Regions from separate parts of the Sus scrofa genome. Here region 2 is linked to region 1. A link is a contact called in public promoter capture Hi-C data. All regions are on one chromosome and are shown on one strand. Each heading gives the region's core, a stretch centred on a gene start, on an enhancer-like site or on the middle of the called end of the contact. The rest is flanking DNA. Distances are from core to core; before and after follow the strand shown.

The links. Promoter capture Hi-C pulls out the DNA fragments that hold promoters and counts their contacts.
Region 2: a contact with region 1 is called in a promoter capture Hi-C map of fetal liver, with 4 times the contacts expected there. The contact joins the promoter of MANBA here to the promoter of SLC9B1 in region 1. A contact is called at or near these places in 2 of 5 promoter capture datasets (fetal liver and liver), 4 of 47 Hi-C or Micro-C datasets (embryonic fibroblasts, heart right ventricle, retroperitoneal adipose tissue and 1 more) and 1 of 2 datasets of contacts at active chromatin or transcription factors (alveolar macrophages).

The regions. Positions count from the first base shown.
Region 1 is chr8:118,047,604-118,054,376 of Sscrofa11.1, reverse strand. It overlaps SLC9B1 (sodium/hydrogen exchanger 9B1), which reads right to left and starts at 2,286. Exons shown (of 13, transcript XM_013989374.2): 1 at 1,744-2,286. SLC9B2 (mitochondrial sodium/hydrogen exchanger 9B2) reads right to left here. Exons shown (of 11, transcript XM_021100729.1): 11 at 4,947-6,773.
Region 2 is chr8:118,249,174-118,256,031 of Sscrofa11.1, reverse strand. MANBA (beta-mannosidase) reads right to left here and starts at 4,910. Exons shown (of 18, transcript XM_003129294.6): 1 at 4,612-4,910. The coding sequence starts at 4,788.

The DNA of each region.
Region 1 (6,773 bases), core at 1,037-3,536:
TCCAAACTTATCCCATGGGTAGATCTCCACAGTAGATTCAAAGCCCAACATGCTTTGGCCCCTACCTATCTCTCCAAACTCATCTTATACCACTTTCTCTGCATTCCAGTGATGGTGTTTTTGATGGTCTTTTAAAAAATCAAGTTCTTTCCTCTCTTGGGCTTTTACAACAGAAGTTTCCTTTACCTGCAATGCTTTGATCCCAAATATTTCCATGGTTGGCTTTTTTATATCACTGGGGTCTCAGCAGAAATGTCAGCTCTTCGGAGAGGCATTCCCTAATCAATCTAAAGTAACCCCTCCCTCAGTTCCTCTCACTTCATACTGTTTTACGTCTTCACTGCACTCACCACTATCCAAAATCTCCTTGTTCATATATCGTTTACCTGTTTATTTTCTGTCTTTGCTACAACTTAAGCTCCATGAGAACAGGGATTTTGCCCGTCTATTTTAACCACTGCATTCACAATGCCTGGCAAAACAGCAGATTCCCTAAAAATACTTGATGAGTTCCTGTCCCTGACCAAGCCACTCACCGTCTCCAACTCACAGCTGTGGGCTTACTATTGCTCGACTTAGTTCTGAGTATAGACAATACAAAAGCGAATAAGGCATGGCTCCTTAAATTCTCATCCATTTATTCTTTCAATAAATATTTTCTGAACTTATATTGTACTATCTTCCAGCCACTGCTCAATATCAGTGTTTAGTTCCCTCGTCAGTAAAATGGTGTTCTGTTAACCAACTCGATCTTACAGGGTGTATAAACAAGACGATATGAAAATATACAAAATGGGAAGTGCTATAAAAATGTTACTTTATAAATTGCTATTACTGCTCCTGCCTCTTTCCTTTTGTCTGGTACTGGGCAGGAGCTTAAGAGAGTCAACTGACAAAAGTCAACAGTATAATAAATTCTAGTACTCAAGGGAGGTAATAAATAGGAATACCCTTTCTGTAGTCACATGGTGACTAAAAAGTCGGGTGCACGAATTCTTTATCTGTGATAGTAATAGGTGTTAATTTCCCACACCTCCGTTGCACAAATAACAATACCACTGATCCCTATTAACGTTAGGGAGTGGGGTGTGACCTCTTTTGGTGCCACCCAAGCCAATCATCCCCCTCCAATACCCCATCTGATTTTTCATCGACTATAGGACACACACCGAGCGGCGTCAGTGACCAGGTTTGGGCCTGTACAACTCTTATAAGGGCTCCTGAATGATAAGCCTGACACATGGTACCTGTACAACTGTCCTCGACCCTTCGAAAGCACCAATCTAAAGCGCTTGTCCACCGTGATAAAGCTGAAAGAAATAGGCGAGGCGAGAGCCCTGTGAGGAGGCAGGTGAGCCTTCCCAGGATCAATCCTGGAACCCATCTCCAACCACCGGAGCTCACGAAGTTTCATGTGTAGATATTTACCGGTTAATATCGGCACCGGTGAATGTCTGCGGTTAATAAAACTAACTTTTCACTCAGTCTTTTCTGACCTCTTCCTTCTTCCTTGCGAATGCCGGGAAAATGAGAGAAAGAAACGGAGGAGGAAGGGAGAGACTAAAGAAGAGAGATGTGGGGTGAGGGAGGAGAGAACCCAGTCAGGGAGAGGGAGAAAAAGATCTGTGGCTGGTTCCCCAGCGCCGGGTAAAGGGGCAGATGGACGCGCCTCTGAACTAACGGAGGAAAAGGCTGCGGGACTTGGGCCCAAGGTGAGAGTACAGAAAACTGGGCCATACCTACCACTCCTTCGGCATCCTCCACGACCCCGGGCGCGGCCCTTACGCCCAGCAACCGCCGCGAAAATCTCGAGCAGCTCTGGAGCAAACGCCGCCGGACCTCGGAGCGCGCGGTGGGCAGCTCGGACGCCGGCGTCTGGGCGGGGCCGGGAGAGGGGCGTGGCCGGGCGAGGGGCGGGGCTAATAGCAACGGGGCGGAGCTGGAGGGGCGGGGCTGACGCGTTTAATTGGTCGTGGTCCGCCCCCATCTGGGAAGCTAGAGGGCACTATGGTTCACTGGGTCCGCCTGGTGTTGTTTTCAGTCTCTTCAGCCCTTTTCTTTCCGTATCTCTTCTGAATATTGATCAACTGTAGACCAATATTGTTGTAGGAGTCCAGGGATACAGTCGACCCCTGTAACGTCAAAACTCACGTCATGTTGCTCCTTAAATCGTCTTAAATTTAGTGCAGTCTTGGGAATTCCCAGGTGTGGCTCAGCAGGTTACCAACAGGGCTAGTATCCATGGGGATGCTGGTTGGATCCCTGGCCTCCCATAGTGGGTTAACATCTGGTGTTGCTGTGAGCTGTGGTGTAGGTCGCAGACGTGGCTTTCGGGGTCCATGGTGCTGTGGCTGTGGCATAGGCCTGCTGATTCAAGCCCTAGCCTGGGAACTTCCATATGCCACAGGTGTGGCCCTAATAAGCAAAAAGACAAATCAAAACAAAATTAATGCAGTCTTAACAGAGCTTGGCGTTTGGGGTCACGACTGAGTTAAAGTTTAGCACTGCCACTTTATAGCTATGGGACCACATAATCTACCCAAGCTTCGGTTTTCTTATCTGTAAAGGATGTGGTGGTGTTGTGAGACTAAAAGAACTGATGCGTGGCAAGTGTCTGGAACAGGACTTGATACAAAGTAAACACTCAATATCCTGTTATCACTATAAACCTTTTTTTTTTTTTCCCTCGCACGAAATCTTAGGTGGAACCTTTCATATGAAACAAAGGAAAGCAGAGTTGCTCTTTTAAAGATGGTCCCAGAAGCTTTGGGTTCTCATTCCCATAGGTGGTCTTCAAGTTTCCTCTAATGGAATCCCCAAGCTTGCTAAAACAGATGAAAACAACTGTTATTGGAGAAAGTCCAAACTTAGAAAGTCAAACTGACCTTTTCTATTTTTTTCTCCTGATACTCCAAACAACCTCTTCTCCTGCACACACTGTATTCCTCCTTGCCTTCATGTTTTTTCTAAAGTCATTCTATCGGGAGCGGGAGTGCTCCTTTTCTCCTTATTTATCATTTAAGATATGACTCAAATTACAACTCTTTCTTGGGTGACTGAATAAGAGATTCTTTTTTTTAATTTAATTTAATTTAATTTTATTTATTATTATTTTTTTTGGTCTTTTTTTTTTTTGCTATTTCCTTGGGGCGCTCCCGCGGCATATAGAGGTTCCCAGGCTAGGGGTCAAATTGGAGCTGTAGCCACTGGCCTACGCCAGAGCCACAGCAACACAGGATCCGAGCCGCGTCTGCGACCTACACCACAGCTCACAGCAATGCCGGATCGTTAACCCATTGAGCAAGGGCAGGGACCGAACCCGCAACCTCATGGTTCCTAGTCGGATTCATTAACCACTGCGCCACGAAGGGAACTCCAAGAGATTCTTTTTTACTGTAACCTCCTCCTACCTTCAGCATGGTGTAGACAGCTCAGAAAGGACTGAGTCATTTTCTCTCTTGTTTTAGGAAAGCTCACAGTTTTTTGTGATTACAGGGTTAAGGAAATGCTTTGTTCTCATGGTAGGTAAGGAAAAAACAAGTAGATCCCCAAGGATACTGGGAAGAAGGACCTTTGAGAGGAGTCTGACGGCCTCCAGGGCTCTGCTCTGTGCCCCATATGCAATACAGTGCTGGAGGTCAAATCCTTTCCTTTTAAGGAAAATGGAGGGCACATTAACAAACATGAGTTTTGGAATTCTGACCAGGTCAGAGGGCTTGGGCCATATTTAATTTAGAGTAGTCAACTGAAACATGTGCTATTACTTGCTCCCAAAATGGCATGAAGCAATTTCCATTTGTTAAACAGGACTAAATTATTCATATAGAACATTCATACAGAAATATGGTGTTCTGAAACATTTAAAAATAATGTCCACTGATTTAAAGACAATATGGTGCAAATGTAATAATAATCACTTGAAAAACATCTAGAGAAACATCCAAAGCCTCTTTTCTGGTAAAAAAAAAATAAAAAATAAGTTAAAATAATTAAATTGGTAATATTTGTAAATGCCATTAAAAGCAAAAACTTTTGAGGAGCAAAGAGAACCTTTTCATGAGAGCAGTTTTCACCAAGTGATATGAAAGTAGATTCAAAAATATTTTCTTTTTCTTTTTTTTTTTTTTAATCTTTTTTAGCTATTTCTTGGGCCACTCCTACGCCATGTGGAGATTCCCAGGCTAGGGGTCGAATCGGAGCTGTAGCTGCCAGCCTATGCCAGAGCCACAGCAACGCGGGATCCGAGCCGCATCTGCAACCTACACCACAGCTCACGGCAACGCCGGATCCTTAACCCACTGAGCGAGGCCAGGGACCAAACCCGCAACCTCATGGTTCCTAGTCGTATTCGTTAACCACTGTGCCACGACGGGAACTCCCCCCAAAATATTTTCTATATAAATGGTTCTGTACTTCTGAAATAATTTCAATAAAAGTAGAACTTTGGCCAGTGATCTATTTGGTATGATTTAAGTGCCAACTTTAACAGTCCAACCTATCACTAATTCTCTTTATCAACTTTAAATGCCAGGCTTTACTGTACTCCATGCTTCATTTTCAAACTTTGCTAATATGCCAGCCCTCCATCTAGCTGTTCCCTTCTTCACCTCCCTAATATCGACTCAACAATCCAAATCATATCCACTCTTCAAGTCTCACTTCCTTCAAGAAGTTCTCACTGACAACAGTTTTGAATCATGTATTTAGATTACAGATATTTGTACATATTTTATTTCCTTGTAAGGTTCTTGAAAGCAAGTATCATGTCTTATTCATATTTGTATTCCCATCAGTCCCTCTCCCACTAGAATTCAAGTTCCACCAAACAGAATCTCTGAATATCTTTTTCATCACTGTACTTCCCAGCACCCAGCATAACTGGCACATAGTAGGCAAGTTACAAGTATATTTAGAGTGAGTGAATGAATGGATTTTAGAACATAAGCTCCATAAAGGCAGATATTTGTCTGTTTTATTCATTGCAAAATGAATATTTGAGTGTTTACAGAAGAATAAATCATATTTTGGAAGACTAAGCATTCATTATATACAATAAAAATTATTCAATCTATTTATCTTCACAGAAGTCAAATATAAAGTATTTATGTTGCCTTTCACCCAACTAATTCAGTGGATGATATATCTTTCTGAAAATAAGCTGTCTCCCAGAACTGCAAGAGTAAAATTTAAAAGAATCAAATAAAATGGATGTTTACATTAAAAGCAATTTGTTTTCTTTCTTGTACTTTTGTGTTCTAAATTTTCTGCAATGAAAATGTATTTTTTTGTAATCAGACAAAAATAATCAATACTATCTTTAAAGAAACTATGAGATCATTTGCAAACATAACTGAGGACATTTTAGCGATACTCAAATCCAATCAAGTTATATGGAGTTAATACCCGAGAGAAAAACACTGGAATGTGAAACGAAAGAGTTGAAACCTAATCAGTCTGCCTAAAAACAAACTCCTCAGTGGGGAGATGGATGGCACTGACTCTAGGAAAAAAAGGGTATTGAAGAACATGAATTGACACTGTTTAGCCCTGTCCTTGGAAGTATGACACGCTTGCTGTGAACTAAATTGTGTCCTACCTGCGCTCACCGCCAATTTCATAGGTTGAAGCCAAAACTCCCAACGTGATGATATTTGGAAATTTACCTTTGAGAGGTAATTAGATTAGATGAGGTCATGAAGCTACCCTCACGGTGGACTGGTAATTTTTTTTTTTAAGGGCCACACAAGCATATGAAGTTTCCAGGCTAGGGGTTGAGTCGGGAGTTGTTGCCAGCCTACACCACAGCTACAGCAATGCCAGATCCGAGCCAGCTTGTGGCCACGTGGGATCTTTAACCCACTGAGTGAGGCCAGGGATTGAACCTGCATCCTCACGGACACTGTGTTGGCTTCTTAACCTGCTGGGCCACAACGGGAACTCTGGATTGGTAATGTTTTAAGAAAAGACACCAGAGAGCTTGCATATGTTCCTCCATCCCCATTTCCTCCCCCACTTTGTGAGGACAGAGTGCGAAGGAGGCTACCAGCACACTAGAAAGACAGCCCTCATCAGCGCCCAATCATGCTGGCAACCCTCATGCCTGACTTCCAGCCTCCAGAACTATGAGAAGGTGAATATCTGTTGTTTAAGCCACTCAATCTATGGTACATTGTGGTAGGAGCCCGAGGAGACCAAGATAGATTAAACTGACCAAGATCTAAACTGTTGTGGGACAGGTAGTTTTCTGACACTGGAAGAGAATCTCCTCACTGTTTCAGTGGATAAACATTTATTAAGTGTCCACGGTGCTCCATGCCCTGCGCATAGTGCTAAGGATTCAAAGGTAACTAAGATATGGCTCCCACTCCTCAGGGGTTAATTTAATAGGAGACAAACATACAAACAAACTGAAAAAGGCACTGTAAGTATCTGACAGACGTATGTATAAGGTACTACATCCTTCTTTCAGGCACCTGGAGGTTAGGGTAGTGGATTCTATCGCTGGTTGGGGTGGGCTAAGTTTGGTTGGCCTGTCATCCCTCCGCATCGTTAACTCTGAGATTACCAACCAAGACAACAGCTGTGACTTACAATGTGGTGACAAACGTGAGACTTCACAGGGAGCCCTGCAGAGACCACAACTGGACAGAGAGCCATAGAGATTTGGTCGGTGGCTGCCCACCGAGGAGAGGTAGGAAGGAAGTCACCACATGCTCTGAAAAATGGAACAGGCTCTTGGCAGTGGCTTACGGGGCTCCTCGATGATTTCCACG
Region 2 (6,858 bases), core at 3,661-6,160, 200 kb before region 1:
TATAAAGGATGGCAAATGCATACAATGGAATAAAAAAAGAGCCATTAAACATGGTTTGTAGAAATATATTTACCCACATAAAACTGTCACAAAACACTTAGCCTAAAAAAGTTGTTAAACTGTGTGTAAAATACTTACTGTGAATGTGTATACATAGAAACGTTCTGAATGGAAATGGTATATTTTAAATTTTTAATAGCAGTTACCTCTGGAAGTCAGATTTCCACATTTTTGTCTCACTTACCTCTGTTTTCTAATTTTACCACACAGAGAATATCTTTTTTTAACAAAAGCTCTTCAAACTCACACCCCTGAGGAACTGCACAGGACAGCTGAGAACTTTCCTCACAGTGTCCTCTTATCTAAGCACTTTGGATACTGTATAGTTACTAATTAGGTTTTCTACCTCACTGGAATGTGACTACCCACAAATAGAAACTGAGTGTTACTCCTTTTTTTCTTTTTTTTTTTTTTTTTTTTTTTTTTTTTGTCTTTTGCTTTTTTGAGGCTGTACCTGCAGCACATGGAGGTTCCCAGTCTAGCGGTCGAATCTGAGCTGTAGCTGCCGGCCTACACCACAGTCACAGCAACGCCAGATCTTAGCCACGTCTGTGACCTACAGCACAGCTTATAGCAATGCCAGTTCCTCAACCCACTGAGCAAGGCCAGGGATCGAACCTGCGTCCTCATGGATGCTAGTCAGATTCGTTCCCGCTGAGCCATGAAAGGAACTGCCTTACTCATTTCTTTTTTTTACTGATTTTTTTTCTTTTTTTTTTTTTTTTTTTTTTTTGTCTTTTTGCCATTTCTTGGGCTGCTCCCGTGGCATATGGAGGTTCCCAGGCTAGGGGTCCAATTGGAGCTGTAGCCACCAGCCTATGCCAGGGCCACAGCAATGCAGGATCCGAGCTGAGTCTGCAACCCACACCACTGAGCAAGGCCAGAGATCGAACCCACAACCTCATGGTTCCTAGTTGGATTCGTTAACCACTGCGCCACGAGGGAACTCCTTTTTTTTTTTTTTTTTTTTTTTTTTTACTGAATTTTTTTTTTTTCTCATTTCTTTTTAATTCCTGTTGCCTGTTTCACCGCATGGTATAATACTAGGCTGAATGAATGCATGAATCTTTAGCAGGGAGCCCAAAAGGCTCTCCAGGCACCTAAGGTTTAGATTCTATACAGCAACCAGTTACCCATGAAACACTCAAGGCTGGCCACAGAGCCTCTGAGTTAATATGAATTCTATTTAACCAACTGCTCAGACCAAATAATCCTAAAAGTTTTCCTTAAATCCTCTTTCTCTCACAGCACACACTCGATCCATTAACAAATTCAACTGTACAAATCCCGTTAGTTCTCCATTTCAAATGTGTTCTCAACCTCTCTCACAATGTCACTGTTGCCACCTTGGTCCTGCCACCCTGGTCCAAGTCAGAAATCATCTCTTGCCTGCCAAGATTCCCTACTTGGTCTCGATGCTGCTACTCTGATGCACTGTAGTCTTCACGTGACAGCTAGTATGACCCTCTGAAAAGATACAGCTAATCATGTAACTCCAAGCTCAAAACCCATCATTGCCAAATAAAATCCAAAGTGTTTTGGAGTTCCTGCTGTGGCTCAATGGGATCGATGGCATCTTGGGAGCACTCTGGGATGCAGGTTCGATGCCCGGCCTGACTCCGAGGATAAAGAATCCAGTTAGGTCAAGACTGTGGCTCAGATCTGATCCCTGCTCTGGGAATTCCATATGCTGCAGGGCGACCAAAAAAAAAAAAAAAAATCCAAAGTGTTTCCCTGTGGCCTAAAAACCATGATTGATTTGCCCTAGATGCCTACTTTGAAGTCATCACCAGTCCACAGCCACAGATCACAGGCCACCACCACACTGTCCTGCGCACTATTCCTGGAATTCTAGCTCAAGCCTCTCCCTTACCCTTCCCTCCCCACTGCTTTCTCTTTTTCTTTTTTCTAGAAATGCACTTCTCCTTAAAACTGAACTTACCAAAAGATCTTTATGTAACTGGCTATCTTTGCCCAGCTTTTTAAAAGCAGAATCTTTCCCAAACAGCCTTCACTCTCTCTTGCTTTAACTTGCTTTATTCTTCTTCTGTCACCATGTTGTCTATTAATGTGTTTACTGTCTATTTCTTCCACTAGAATGTCTACGGGGACAAAGACTTTATTTTCTTCACCACTTGATTCCAAGCACCGAGAATAAGACCCACCACATTGGAGGTACTGACTAAATATTTATGAGATAATTAGGTGAATGAATACCTAAATGAATGGCTTTGGCAAGATAGGTTTCAAGTTCTCATGTAAACACGGTATCTGGGCCAGTGTCTGCTCTAAACTGTTGAATTTCCTGAGGTCAACACCAAAAGGAGATGTTATAATAAAGCAGGTAGAATAATAACATCAAATTACTCAATAACGATATGGATGATTATCGTCAAGAGGCCTAGAGTTTCCCAGTCCTCAAAAGCCTCCTCTCTCTCATCCCACTACCTTTTAAGGCTTTTATCTACCTTACTGAAACCGAAACTGTTCCTAGAATTTTGTAACAGATTTAATAGACATTGTAAATTATTCCCATGAGGAAAAGTCAGTTATTTCATACTAGTAACACCTCATTCACTAATTAACTAGTAATCAAAACATTATTTCTTTTGTTTCTTTCTTTTGTTTCTTTCTTTCTTTCTTTCTTTCTTTCTTTCCTTCTTTCTTTCTTTCCTTCTTTCTTTCTCTATCTTTCTATCTTTCTTTCTTTCCTTCTTGGCCATACTCACAGCATAAGGAAGTACCTGGGGCCAGAGATGGAATCCCAGCTGCAGCTGAGACCTACACCACAGCTGCAGCAATGCCAGATCCTTAACACCCTGCACCCAGCCAGGGATCAAACCCACACTACCAGAGAGACAATTCGGGATCCTTAACCTGCTGTGCTACAGTGAGATCTCCCCAACCATGTTTCTTGATATGCAGCCCTATAGCATGAGACAATAATCTGATTTGCTACAGCCACTAATGATTTCCCACTGCTTTAATTCACTCAGGAAAATGAGGGAAGGAGAGACCATGTAAAATAAACACATGCATTTTCAAAGTATGTGTAAGTGAAGTCTTACTAAGGTCTATGTCATCAGTAATTTGTTAATTAAAACCAGTTCAAGTACTTCAGTTTAATAATCACTCAAAAAAAAAAAACTGGGCCATGGGCAGTGTAATTGACATTTGCTTCCTTTCTGACATACATTCCTGGAAAAAAAAAAAAAAAAACTAATGGTACCAGATCAGAAATTTTGTATAACCCTGACTGACTGTCATGGTGTCATTTAAGTAAACCTTGAATTATATTCTTGACAGTCAACAGCAGTGCTTCAAAAACACAGGATTATTCAAACCACCAAGGTTAAGTGTAGTACAGTACAGAAGGTTTCAGAGTCAAACCAGGCTGGCTTAGAATTCCATTTCTGCCACTTAGAACTTTTCTGGGCTCCATAACGCCACATCATCCATAAAATGCAGCTAAGACCTACTCCACAGAGCTGTTATAAGGATTGGGATGATGCATGCAAAATTACTTATCAAGCACACTTTGTCCAGGCAAAGCCGTAACAGATGCGCAACAGATTTAAAAAAAAAAAAGTGCAACATCTGGAACCAAAAAACAGTGGAAGGTGGCAGTCTGTTTGCAAACCTCTGCCCACAGGCAGCCAAACAGGAAAACAACCTCAACAAGAAGAACATAAACTGAAGAATGTTGGGACACACACATCATACCACATGCCCTGAGAGGAAACAGCATCTTTCTCCACATCTCAACCAGCCTTAAAAATTACTTAGCCTTGGGAGTTCCCGTTGGGGTGCAGCGGAAACGAATCCGACTAGGAACCATGAGGTTGCGGGTTCGATCCCTGGCCTTGCTGTTAGATGTGGTGTGGGTCGCAGACGCTGCTCGGATCCTGCGTCGCTGTGGCTGTGGTGTAGGCCTGCAGTTGTGGCTCCGATTGGACCCCTGGCCTGGGAACCTCCACGTGCCGCGGGTGAGGCCCTAACAAGCTAAATAAATAAATTACTTAGCCTTTACTTTAGCACTGACGACCCTAACCTTACACTTGTAGGTCTCATTTTTCCTCAACCTACGTGCCACTGCGTCAATTCCAAATCTGTCTCCCTGGCGTCTAACAGCAAAAGTGAAAAACTGAGACGTTGCTGAATATAGTCCCCTGCAGTGTTCAGGTAGTTGAAACAATAATCCCCCGCCTTAGGCTTTGTCGGTATAGCCTTTCTATCCGCCCTTCAGCAGATAACTATGGCAATAACACCCTGGTTAGAGCTGTTTACCCGGGCTAAACCTCCGCTTTCCTGAGTTACTGCTGTACAGACAGGTTAGTTTCTAATCAGCCCGGACCCCAGCTGTGCTCTTCAACTGTAGATACACTTGCCTCTTCGGCGTTTCCCCCTGCAAACCACACGATGCAAACGGGAAGTTAGTGCCAAACCGAGGAGAAGAGTCCCGTACTCAGGACTGCCAGGCCATTTCTGGGCCCTTCTCAGCACTAAGGGGGACGCGAGCGCAGGCTCCCAACCAGGCGACGCAGATAGTACCTGGATGAGCCTCCGCTGAAACAGGGCGCTATGCACGCAACCGGGAACCTTCCCGGGCAGCTCCAGGGAGCCGTTCCCGCTGCGGATCCTCCAGCTTCCCCGCAAACTGAGGGTGAGCGCTGCGGCAGCGGGGCCCGCACTGCACAGTGCCAGCAGCAGGAGCAGGCGGAGGCACATGCCAGTGGCTGGCACCGCAGACACCCGCAGGGCAAGAACCCCCGCGCGGTCGAGGGCTGCGGAAGCCACGGTGCCTTCAGAAGGGCCCAGCTTCGAGGTCTCCCCGCCCTCGGCCCCGGCCACGCCCCCGGCTCTCGGCCCCGCCTCCAGGTCAGCTGAGCTGTGGGGACCGAAGCTGCTCCCCTGGATCCTCTGGCTAGTGGAGGATGCGGAAATCGCGCAGACTGGCGAGGCCGAGCATCGCGGGGGCCAGAGCCGCTGCCATCGTGCGCAGCTCCGGACTCGGACCGCTGCAGTCTGCGCCCTCAACACTGATTCCACCTGCTCTGGGGTCTGAATGGGAAGCGAGAACCGTACACGGTAATTGAGACACACAAATCTCAGGGCGCAAAGTGGCACACAGCTTTGGGGAGCTCAGAGACAGTGGTGTGCAGAGACTACAGGTAGAGAGGCTCCTCACTGCTTCAGAGGACCCAAAACCAAGACACTCCACCACTTTTCTCTCAAATTTCCCCAGACTCCCATCTGTGCTGCAGGGATCTGCCTGGCAAAGGTAACGCCCAAATCAAATCCTTCAGCTCCACGGGTTGGTCTCAGAGCAGAGGCTGTCCTTCAAAGAGTAAACGACTAGAGTTCTCTTGTGGCGCAGCGGTAAAGGATCCGGCATTGTCATTGCAGCAGCTTGGGCCGCTGCTTGGGTCACTGCTGTGGCCTGGGTTCGATCCCTGGCCCGGGAGCATACACATGCCGCAGGCTTGGCCAAACAAAAACAAAGTGTAAACAATTACTGGAGTTCCCTGGTGGCCTAGTGGTTAAGGGTCCAATGTTGTCATTCTTGCGACCTGATGTTACAGGTTTGATCCCTGGCCCGGGAACTAGCTTCTACATGCCAAAGGTGTAGCAGGAAAAAAAAGTAAGCAATTATTAAAAGTACCTAATTTGCACGGTTTTGGTGAAGGCTGAGAAAATTCATGTATAGCATGCAACATAGGGCCCAGCCCAGAGAAAGCACAGCATGCTTGCCTCATGTTAGTGGACTACAACCTCCTGATTTATAAAGCTCCATAGAAGAGGTTCCTGAGGTTCCAGAAACCTGTACTTAATGCACAGGCAAATTTAAAATCCCACTCTGGCGATATGGGATCCTTGGCCTCCTGGGAGCGCTGGGTCGCAGGTTCCATTTCTGGCCAAGCAGGCACAGGAGACGGTGTTGCCACAGCTGTGGCTTAGGTTGAAACTACGGCTGGGATCTGATACCTGGCCGGGGAACTCCATATGCCCCAGGCCAGCCAAAAATAGGTGGAAGAAAAAAAAATCCTCTGCCAATCACTAACTGTGGGACTTAGGCAAGCCACAAAATCTCTTACACCTCCATTCCCTGAACTCAAAAATAGAGACAGTACTCTTTTTTCTTTTTGTTATAAGCATAAAATTAATTAACACACTTGGGTGTTTCCTAATAATGCCAAGGTACCCAAGAAACACCACACATTTTTTTCAAGTCTCCTAGTGGCACTTGAGTGCCATTTTTGCCTTAAGATGTAACTGTGATTTGGGAAGTTAAGAGGGAATTTCATACTGCATAAAATAGACCTATTTCTTTGTTGATGTTATTTGCCTTATTTCCATGTTTGAATGGAAATCTGTGGAGTAGCTCTCATCTCAACAAATCCAAGCCTTGCTTTGCCTTGTAAATGCCTGAAATTGCCTGAATCTGTAGACACAGGACAATATTTTACCTTCACGGAGTCAGCATTTTTCACAAGCCTAGCATGTTGGTTCTAAATTTAGATTATCCAGCCCAAGCCTCCGGCTTTACACCTGAGGGGTCAGGTGACTTGACTGTCATACAGTAGCAGACAGTACCCAAACTCTCCTTGCCTGGCTCTTAGTCTCCTTGCAGCAGAGCCCACTGATATTAAGGGGGAAAGACTCTGGCTATCTCAGAGGCTTCCTCACTCTATAAGCATTTATTTATGCATTTATTTATTTATTTAAGGGCCGCACCCATGGCATATGGAGGTTCCCAGGCTAGGGGTCGAATTGGAGCTGTTGCCGCAGGCCTACGCC